Regions from separate parts of the Drosophila melanogaster genome. Here region 1 is linked to region 2. A link is a contact called in public HiChIP or PLAC-seq data. All regions are on one chromosome and are shown on one strand. Each heading gives the region's core, a stretch centred on a gene start, on an enhancer-like site or on the middle of the called end of the contact. The rest is flanking DNA. Distances are from core to core; before and after follow the strand shown.

Region 1 (4,632 bases), core at 435-2,934, 150 kb after region 2:
AACCGACAATTCTGGCCCCAAATGCAGCAGTTACGTATGTGATAGCGACAAATGGGCATTCTGTTATCCTCTTTTTTAATAGTATTACTTGAGACCTCATTATCTTCACCGAAAAGTTCGCCATCTTCCAAATCAACAGATTCCACCGGATCATGCTGCGGTGTGGAAAAAGTGTCTTCAAATAGCTCACAAGACTCCAACTTACTTACTTTCTTATCCACCGATACATTTTTCTTTTCAAAAGAAGTATTATCAAACTGGCAAAGTGACTTTTTTTTAATCAAATTAGGAGGGGCATCAAAATCTTCGCAGGACACTTCACCATCTTCCATATCTGATGTCTTGTAATCACACCGAACCTTCTGCGATTCGGAGGTGTCATCTTCGGATAATTCACCAGGTTCCAATATATTGTTTTTTTGCTGTTGATCGCTCCCCTCCTTGGATACTTTTACACAAAAGCCCTTGTCCACAGGTTGAACTTGGTTTTGCTGCGCTTTCAATTTGTATTGTGTTGCACCAATATATATATTTTTATGACTTCCGTCTATTAAGTTGGTCACCTCAAAGTCCGACAAATTATCTTTACCAATGTCCTTATAAGCAGTTATAGTAAATTTCGCAGGTCTGTTTTGGGGATTCTTATTTTTTTTTAGGCTATCCAGATTGTCAATTTCGCACTCATCTGAGAAAAATGATAGAATATCCTGGGGGTCTTTCATTGTGGAGGATAATATGTCATTGGAATCGTCGTCTAGGCCTGTAGCACTATTTTCGAATCTATAATTTTCTTTCCTAAATAATTCTGATGATTGTGAACTGGACATTCGCGCAGAAGACATAGTGGATTCTTTTAGGGAATTCAAGTTTAAAATCAGAGTTAAAAAGGTTACTTATTACATCTCTTACCGAAATCCGTTAAGCCATGAAGAGTATAATCGAATGGTTTGTAAACAAAATTGGATTGTGGGGAAGATGATTGCGGGACTGCTTTTCGAACACTAAAATACATCAAGTTTTTAAGGGGACTTTTCGAAAGGCGGAATGAACAGACCTTAAGTTTTTTGATAAACTGCTGCTGGTTACATCACCTGAAATTAATATGTAATATTTAAGAAGGCTATTCATTGATTTTTTTTTTAATATATCCGCACCCGAACAAAGGGACCTCGCATTTTCATTGGCTGCACAATATTCCATCCAGTAATTTGTAATGTCTTGCGAAGCCTCTGTTGGCTCAGTTATCCCAAGACTCACGGACGAGGCAGCTGCGGCTAAGGTTTGCACCAAATATTTAAAAAATTACAAATCATTACGAAGGCATTCCGAATACAACTATGTCACCCATGCTGTGATGTCCGTTGCGCTTTGTATATCTAAAAGCTTTTTCATCATCTCCTTCAAGTTGTGTATTTTCCAGGTTAAAATATAAATTCCCCGGATTTCTTTTTGTCAGCGAGGTCACTTTCTCTTCATTTCCATCAGAATGTGACATCTTATTTGCCGCACTTAAACAACCATGTATAAGAATGGTTTAATCTTCTTTCCCAAAAATCTTCTCACCTTCAAGAGCTGTACTCATTAGCTCGGCCAAGCAATTTAGCAATAAACTATTAAAAATTATCCTATGTGCCCAATTTTGACGCGCAGAACCGAGCAACTTTATGAAGCTTGACAGCACTGTAGAGTTGCCATGCAAATATGATTGTTAGCGAGGAAACTATCGGTGTTACCGAAGAAAATATATCTGTCAGGTATGAAAAGCCCATTTAGTGTTGTGTAATATTTATACTTTAGCGAATGATATGTTGATTCCATTGCCATACGTTTAAATTGTGTCTTCTTCACTGTTTCATTATTCTACACTGACTTAAAATTTCGACAAATAAATATATCAATTCGCTTAAGTACTTTACTATTGAACTAATAATATTCAAATTGTAATAGTGTCATCACGGTTAATATGGAATGATGGTCGCAAGTGCTAATAATAACAATGGTAAATAAGAAGGTATAAAGTGAAAAAGATAATTATAATGTTAATAGGTTGTATATGGTTGTATATGTATATAAGGGTTAAAAAAAATTTTTTTTTTGGTTTTCTGAGTGTGTCTCTTTAAATTTACCTACTTCATATGCTAAAAATTTCATTAATTAAAACGTATTATATTTCAATTTTTTTTAAAGAAAGTTTTTTTAGTTGTAGTTTTGCCTCACTATTAAAGTGTTTTACTTTTGTTTTAACTTTACATTAGTACTTTACTTTCTTTGATTTTACTTTACAAATATAACTTCTTTGAAATCTCAGATCAGAACTTATATATATATATATACAAATATATACAAAAATGTATGTGACGACTTTTAATAAGAAAACGCCCTGATCTCGGCAAACTTTCGACGATAGTAAAAATTCAGGTGGCTTCATGCTAATTTTTGTTGTTCCCGTGTTGATATCAATTGCGGCTCAAATGGGGGGATGGCATAGTTCAGGCGGTCAACTTTGGAACACGTGACCACCTCTCGGCCACCAACGAATGTTAGGGTTCGTTAATTTGTCGACAGCTACCAATCAATTCGTCCGGAATACCCTTTTGATCTGTGATAGACTGGGATAAGCTGGGTGCCTAAACGAGAAGATATGCCAAATTTTAGGACCACATGAATTTTGTCACCCAAAAAACAATAATTATCTTTTTATCAGCACCCAAAATGAACCGAAAATGGTTTGCACGCAGCTTCCACTATGTTGTTCTCTAATATGAAAATTTAACCGGTAGAGGTGATTAATTATTTCACAATTACGAGGTAAAAGAATGGGGACAAGAAAAATTCTTAAACGCTCGAGAAATTTTGAAAGTCCGTACCCGTGAGCTTTCAAAAACGCCATTGAATGTAAGGGATAAGTCAGATAATTTATAGCTGAGCTAAGTGGAGAATGTTAAGAAAAGCTTAATACGAACCCATATGTAATATCGGTTAATTTAAAGCTGGGCATGAAAAGAGGATAGCGACTTAGAAAGCTTAATCAAAATCCAAGTATACTTTTAGGGTTAAAATTATATTGGATAAAGATTTTGATTTGGGCAAAATCTTTCAATTTCGTTTTTAGGTGCTCTGGTTTTTGCAAAATTTTTGCTATCGTTTTGCTATTTGAGTGTTTTGTTTGTTTCTCCTTAAACATCTGACTTATTTTGTTTGTCAAAATGAAACAACCTCGATTACCGGAACATGCCCGATTATATATGGTGGTACTGAACTGATGTGGAAGTGATTGTTGTGTGTTATTCGTGTGTGTTTGAGTTTGAGCCGAGTAAATATACCCATTACCTCTAGCGTAAAAGGGTTTAATATATTCGTTGAAAAGTATGTAACAGTAAGAAGGAATCGTTTCCAACTATATAAAGTCTATATATACATATATCAATAGCCGAATCGATCTGGCCATATCCGTCTGTCCGACTGTCCGTATGAACGTCGAGATCTTAGGAACTATAAAAGCTAGAAGGTTGAGCACACAGATCCTAGAGACAAAGACGAAGCGCAAGTTTGTTGACCCATGTTGCCACGCCCACACTTTTGAAAAATGTGTTGATATTTTTTCACATTTTTTTAGTCCTGTAAATTTTTATCGGCTTGTACTATAGTACTAGCTGAGTAACGGGTATCTTATGCAAGCCTTAGTAAAAACAAATAAATTTGCACTTTAAATACCTCAAAAACTTTTAAACGTTATCTCTATATTACCATGGCATCACAGACTATTCCCTTTTGGGAATAACCGCTCGAAGCAACAGCATTAATTTTCAACAAATTACTTGACTGTATGGGTGGGTGCCCCTTTCCACCCAGCCAATAGTCCCGCGAAACTAACAGAAACATATTAAGGTTAATCGAGAGTACAAGCAAAATGTCGACAAGAGGTGAGACGCGGACAAGTCGAGAAACAAATGCCGGAGCTGCAATCAATGAATATAGCGCAAAAAACGCAATGCGGCAAAGAAGTTACCTGACGGAAGGTAAGTGAAGGGGATGTCCCAGAGGACTTGTAAATATCAACATGGCAAACAGGTAAAAAGTTTTCCTCTTGTTCTTTGGCATTTGTTTATGTCCGGGTCGAGGCCGAGCCATAATCGTTTTTCATTTCAGTCCTGTAGGAGGTGCACCTTAGATATTACTCCAATCTTCGCCAAAGGCACTGAACCAAATTTTCACAGAACATAATTATATGAAAGATATGTTTCGGTAATAACAATCTGTTACACCAGCAGTTGTAATAATCATGTAGAACATGTAGAAGGAAGCAATTCCGACCATATAAAGTATATATATTCTTATAGCCGAGTCGATCTGGTTCTGTCCGTCCGCCTGTCCCTTCATCCGTATGAACGTCGAAAAATGTTTTTATATGTTTAGATTTTTGTATAAGTTTTGTAAATTTCTAACGACTACAAATCCAATGGAAATTTTCCTTATTTGGCCAAAAATATTTCTTGCACTCCCACTTGCCAAGTATCGGGTATCTAATAGCAGAGGAAATCGACATTAGCGTTCTCTATAGTTTTTTTTTTAGTTAAATATATGATTAGGGACTTACACATCTTTTCCTCTTTTTGATTTTAAGCCCCTTTT
Region 2 (4,482 bases), core at 1,786-4,285:
ATGGCTCTGACATTTTCGGCTCGTTTTCGACGTCCTGTTTGGCAGTTTTTAAGTCGAGCCAAGTCCCCGATGCAATAGGTCTGATGACAATGACACTATTATGATGTCACTGTCTGACAGGCGACATTCTCGTTCACATTCTGGGCCGCTGAGTGGAGCACGGTTCGTCGTGGTTTATGGTGTTGTTTTCGCCCAAATAGACTTTGTTTACTACTAGCTCTAGTTGCAGCTCGCCAATTTATTTGCATTTATAGGATAGACAGTTGATGTGATAACATTTTAATTCATTAAAATTGTGTCCCAATAGTTTATTTTGATTCAAGCAGAAGCGGCTGACTTTTTCACAATAACTTCGTTTTTGTTGCAGGCTGCATTTTTTATTCAATGGATAAGAACTCTTTGGGTATGCACTAAGTCGTAGCACATGCACGTGTCTTCGCAGAAAGCTCCATTTAAGCAATAAATCAAATGGGGTAATTCTCGAAATATAAATGCCATTATAAATGTGAGTATTAATAAACAACAGATCGCCGCAATTTAACAAAGCCCTCTCCACAAAAAAGTTTAGGGCTTAACACGAGACCACACACAAATAGATACGAGTATGTACATACATATGTACATACATATGTATATATATAGACCAATCCGGGGGAACGAAAGCCCAACTAAAAACGGCTATTGGCTTTAAAAGTGTAATAAAAATGCATTTACACCTCCACCAAAAAAGGGATAAAGAAGCAACAAAAGCTTAAAAAGCAAGCCAAAAATATGGAATAGATTGGGAAGGCGCGCCAGCACACAAAAACAAAGAGCAGCAATCCAACACTAATAATTCGCTTTTATTGAGTGTTTCTGGTGCAATAAAAGCATTTCGGTTGGATTTCCCTTCGCCGGTCGTAAAAAATTTTGGAATTTTATTGACCAGAGAGCCAGGCGAAATGCAAGATCATTTTGATACGCAGCGAACGGCTTGCTCCGCGGTGAATCTCCTTCCCCCACCCCCCACACCCTTTAAAGAAACTTAACGAGCCAACAAATTACTACACGTCATAAAACTCAACTCACAGAAATATACCAAGATGCGACCGCGGCGGCGCGGTCTAAAAATAATATTCGTAGCGCCCAAAAGGCAGGCGACTTCTTTAGGGGCCCTCTGCCCCTCGGGTGACATTATCAAAATGATTTAGCAGCACAGTCGCGGTGACATTAGGCAGATTTCCAATGCCATTGGATGGCACATTTAATAGACGCACCGCAGGGCGGTAAACTATCGAAAAAGCAAGCTTTAACATCAAATTTTGGGACGGCAACTGAAGAGGGACTACGATCTAACCATCAAGTAATTTGTACATTTGATTATTTGGCTTTCAGAAGCTTGCACTTCAAAAACACATTGAAATGCTATAAGTATATCTAAGCATATTTAAATACATTTCCAAGTTGCAATAGGAAAATGTATTTCATTTTTATTTATGCACGTTATGTGGAGTATCCTTATTGAATTATAAATGTTCATGGATCACTGACATGCATACAGAATATTTGCCATGCGAATTTCGAGTATTTTCGTTACCAAGGAATTTTAAAAATTCACGGTCGGGAGAGCCCTTGTTTTAGTTCCCGGAAGTTTCCTGACCAAACATGGGCTGCGCATTCACGGAATCGTTTTCGTCACCTGTTGAGATCACAGTGATCACCGATGATCGCTCCTTAGCTTTCTGCATCATCTGCTCTACGGTTTGGCGCCGGTAGCGACGGATATTTCCCTGTGTCACCTGACCCTTTTCATCCATGCGCATCTGCTGGGGATGTCGGCGCAACCACGTCCACGGCTTTTCACGATTAAATGGTTCGTGCAGGAGCACCGGGAGCGGATCGCCATAATACACTCGGTTCGTGGTCCGCTTAGGAACAGGCTCAACATCGCTGGCCTTCTTCCTTTTCTTCGAGCCGCGTGCCGAGTGGCTCTTGAGCACGGCTTTCGAAGCAGAAGCCTTGACTCTTTCATAGTACGAATCGGAATTTACATTGGCCTTGATGCTATGCCGTGGCGGCTGTTTTTTTGGATTTGTGACATTGCTGTCCAATTTGAGGTCTTTGATGGCAGTTATTAGTTTCTCAGTATCGCGCGTCAGATAAGTCTTATCATTAACGCGAATGAGCAATTTGGCGAGCCGCCTGGTCCGCTCTAAAGCTAAAGAATCCGTGAAAACCCATTTTTCGGGCGTGTGCATGACATCTAAGCCCGCGGACTCAAGGCTGGATCCAAAAACATATCCAGGATCTCCTGCTGTGCGTTGCTCCAGGCCGGTGTTGAGATGACTTCTGTTTTCTGAGGCCCTGGCTTCCGAGTTTCTTAATCGCCTCCTGCCGTTTTGACGAGCGATTGAGTCGTGATCGATACCAGCTCTACGCGCTATGGAATCCCTTTTAAGTGTCCCTCGTAGGCCGCTAACGCCTGCATCAAATGCACGGAGCTCAGTGGGTGGAGATTGCTTCAAAACAGTTTGCACGGCGCTCATTAGTAGCTGCAGTGAGTCCTGGCTAAGGCGGCTCCTTACATTCCCATGAGTATCGAAAATTCTCATAAAGTTCTCACAGGCACCGCAGTTCACAAAGGGAACTCTACAAGAGGGGCTTAAGGTCTCCGTCTCGGCGGGATGAAGGATCTCTGAAAAGTTCTGGAGGGTCAGTGTGTGCAAAAAGTCTGACACCAAATCCGGCGGACGATTCAGGGTCGTGGCCAGGGCCAAAATAATGCGCTGGTTGGTGAGGAACCAACGCTCCTTGTGCGACTTCTGCGGACATCGACACCCCAGCTCCATCAGGACCGACAGGCGTTTCTCCTCCACCGAGTCATTGTTCAGCTGCTTGTATGGGTTCTTCGGGGAGTTTCCCGCCGGAGGCTTTCGCGAAGAGCGACAGGCACAGGGCGCAAATCGCTGAAGGCAAAAGCCGCTGCCGAGAAGATTGCCCGCGAAGATTCCATTCCTCAGGCTGAGCATTCTCGCAATAACTGTTTTAGTTCAAAATATATTTTCCCCAACTAAAATAGAACTGTCATATGAAATTTGTAAAGGGCGTCTCAAGTGAGAAAATGCACATATGTATTTGTCCAATATGTCCAAGCCACTCAATCGGATTAATCCCAGCTCTGCTTAACTTTTTGTAATGTTCCTGTGCTAGAAGTGGTCGGCAGGAATTGATCCACCTGGCAGATACCACAAATCCGCTACGCAGTCTGGCTAACGCGGGATAGTCGTCTTCAGCAAAACCAGTACGAAATCTCGACGGTTGTGACAACGTGGATACATTTGAAAGACATTTACAAAACAAAAATGCCAGTCATAATCGATTCGACTCTTCTGTCACGAACTATAATAGTTATATATTACTTATTTTTCAATTGGGCTTTGCGTTAAAATTGTTTACTTTTAAATGTTAAATGTTGTTAATGAACAGACCGTTTTATATCTTTCTTTCTTTCCGCCTGTTCAGATTAATTCAGATAACTGTCTGCGATTCAGGTTTATGTTGCATAGTTACACAGTTACGATCTTCATCGTTCTCATAACTGGGCTACTCAAATTGAAATTAGCTGTCAAAAATAGAGAAAACTTACTCTCGGTATGTATGTACATACGTATGCGAGATCCCTTATAATTTGTATAAGGCATCAAAATACATATGTACATATGTTGTATTTTGTTACACATACATATGTACATATGATGTGTATTGATGCATTCTCACCTGGGGACGAACTATTATACGTGTATACACATGTTGGTGTAGCTAGGTGAAGGTAGGCAGAAGGGAGAACTGTGAAATAACCGTCAGCTTGAGGATTGCAAAAAAAAAGCTGGACGGTAAATGACAATACACCTCCCCGTCAACCATTGTGCTTCACTTTGGCACCAACAACAATTAACCCTCCGCGAAGGCAAGAACAAGGAAAACTCAAAAAACCAAACAACTAAAAGGGGGAAAAGAAACAAAACTTAATCTAGCCCAATTCTATTGGGTGCGAGAGCGAGACCGCGTTGTGCGCCGCTGCTTGACAGAGGGGAAAGCAAAGCAGATCTGAAAAGTGACGGGGGTGAGCAAACGCTGTATAAGGGGAAAAACGGGGCAATAGGAACGGCTGAAATGAAACCGCAGCTGTCTCTGCAAAAGGGGAAATAAAGAGTAAACTAATAGGAATTTCGCTCTTTTGTTCTCTCTCTCTCTCTCTTTCTCTCTCTTCCCCTCTGATTGGAAACAGCGCTGCACGAGAGAGCGTTCAATTGGGAGAAACAAAAACGCAAACAAACCCAAACCACACACGCACACACACCAGCAAACAGCGCTGCAAGTGCTGAATTACCGGCACTTCTTCTTCTTCGACGGCGTAAACGGCAGAGGCGTCGACGCACGACTTCCGCAGCACCCCACTCACACACATACTAACAACGCACAATAAACAAAACCCCAGTAGCT

Evidence for each region. HiChIP or PLAC-seq counts read pairs in DNA pulled down with a chosen protein or histone mark.
Region 1: a contact with region 2 is called in a Psq HiChIP or PLAC-seq map of the Kc167 cell line, with 4 times the contacts expected there. The contact joins the promoter of CG31601 here to the promoter of CG11629 in region 2. A contact is called at or near these places in 44 of 107 Hi-C or Micro-C datasets (the D17-c3 cell line, the Kc167 cell line, the ML-DmBG3-c2 cell line and 19 more) and 2 of 6 datasets of contacts at active chromatin or transcription factors (both in the Kc167 cell line).

Annotation. Positions count from the first base shown.
Region 1 is chr2L:22,042,193-22,046,824 of dm6, forward strand. It overlaps CG31601, which reads right to left and starts at 1,685. Exons shown (of 8, transcript NM_165403.3): 1 at 1,564-1,685; 2 at 1,345-1,508; 3 at 1,155-1,274; 4 at 1,055-1,091; 5 at 910-1,001; 6 at 210-850; 7 at 1-155. The coding sequence starts at 1,495. It overlaps lncRNA:CR46202 (long non-coding RNA:CR46202), which reads right to left. Exons shown (of 2, transcript NR_133093.1): 1 at 4,598-4,632; 2 at 4,409-4,523.
Region 2 is chr2L:21,895,254-21,899,735 of dm6, forward strand. CG11629 reads right to left here and starts at 3,036. Exons shown (of 1, transcript NM_136281.2): 1 at 1,413-3,036. The coding sequence starts at 3,008. The coding sequence ends at 1,617. It overlaps lncRNA:CR43762 (long non-coding RNA:CR43762), which reads left to right. Exons shown (of 2, transcript NR_073819.1): 2 at 1-97.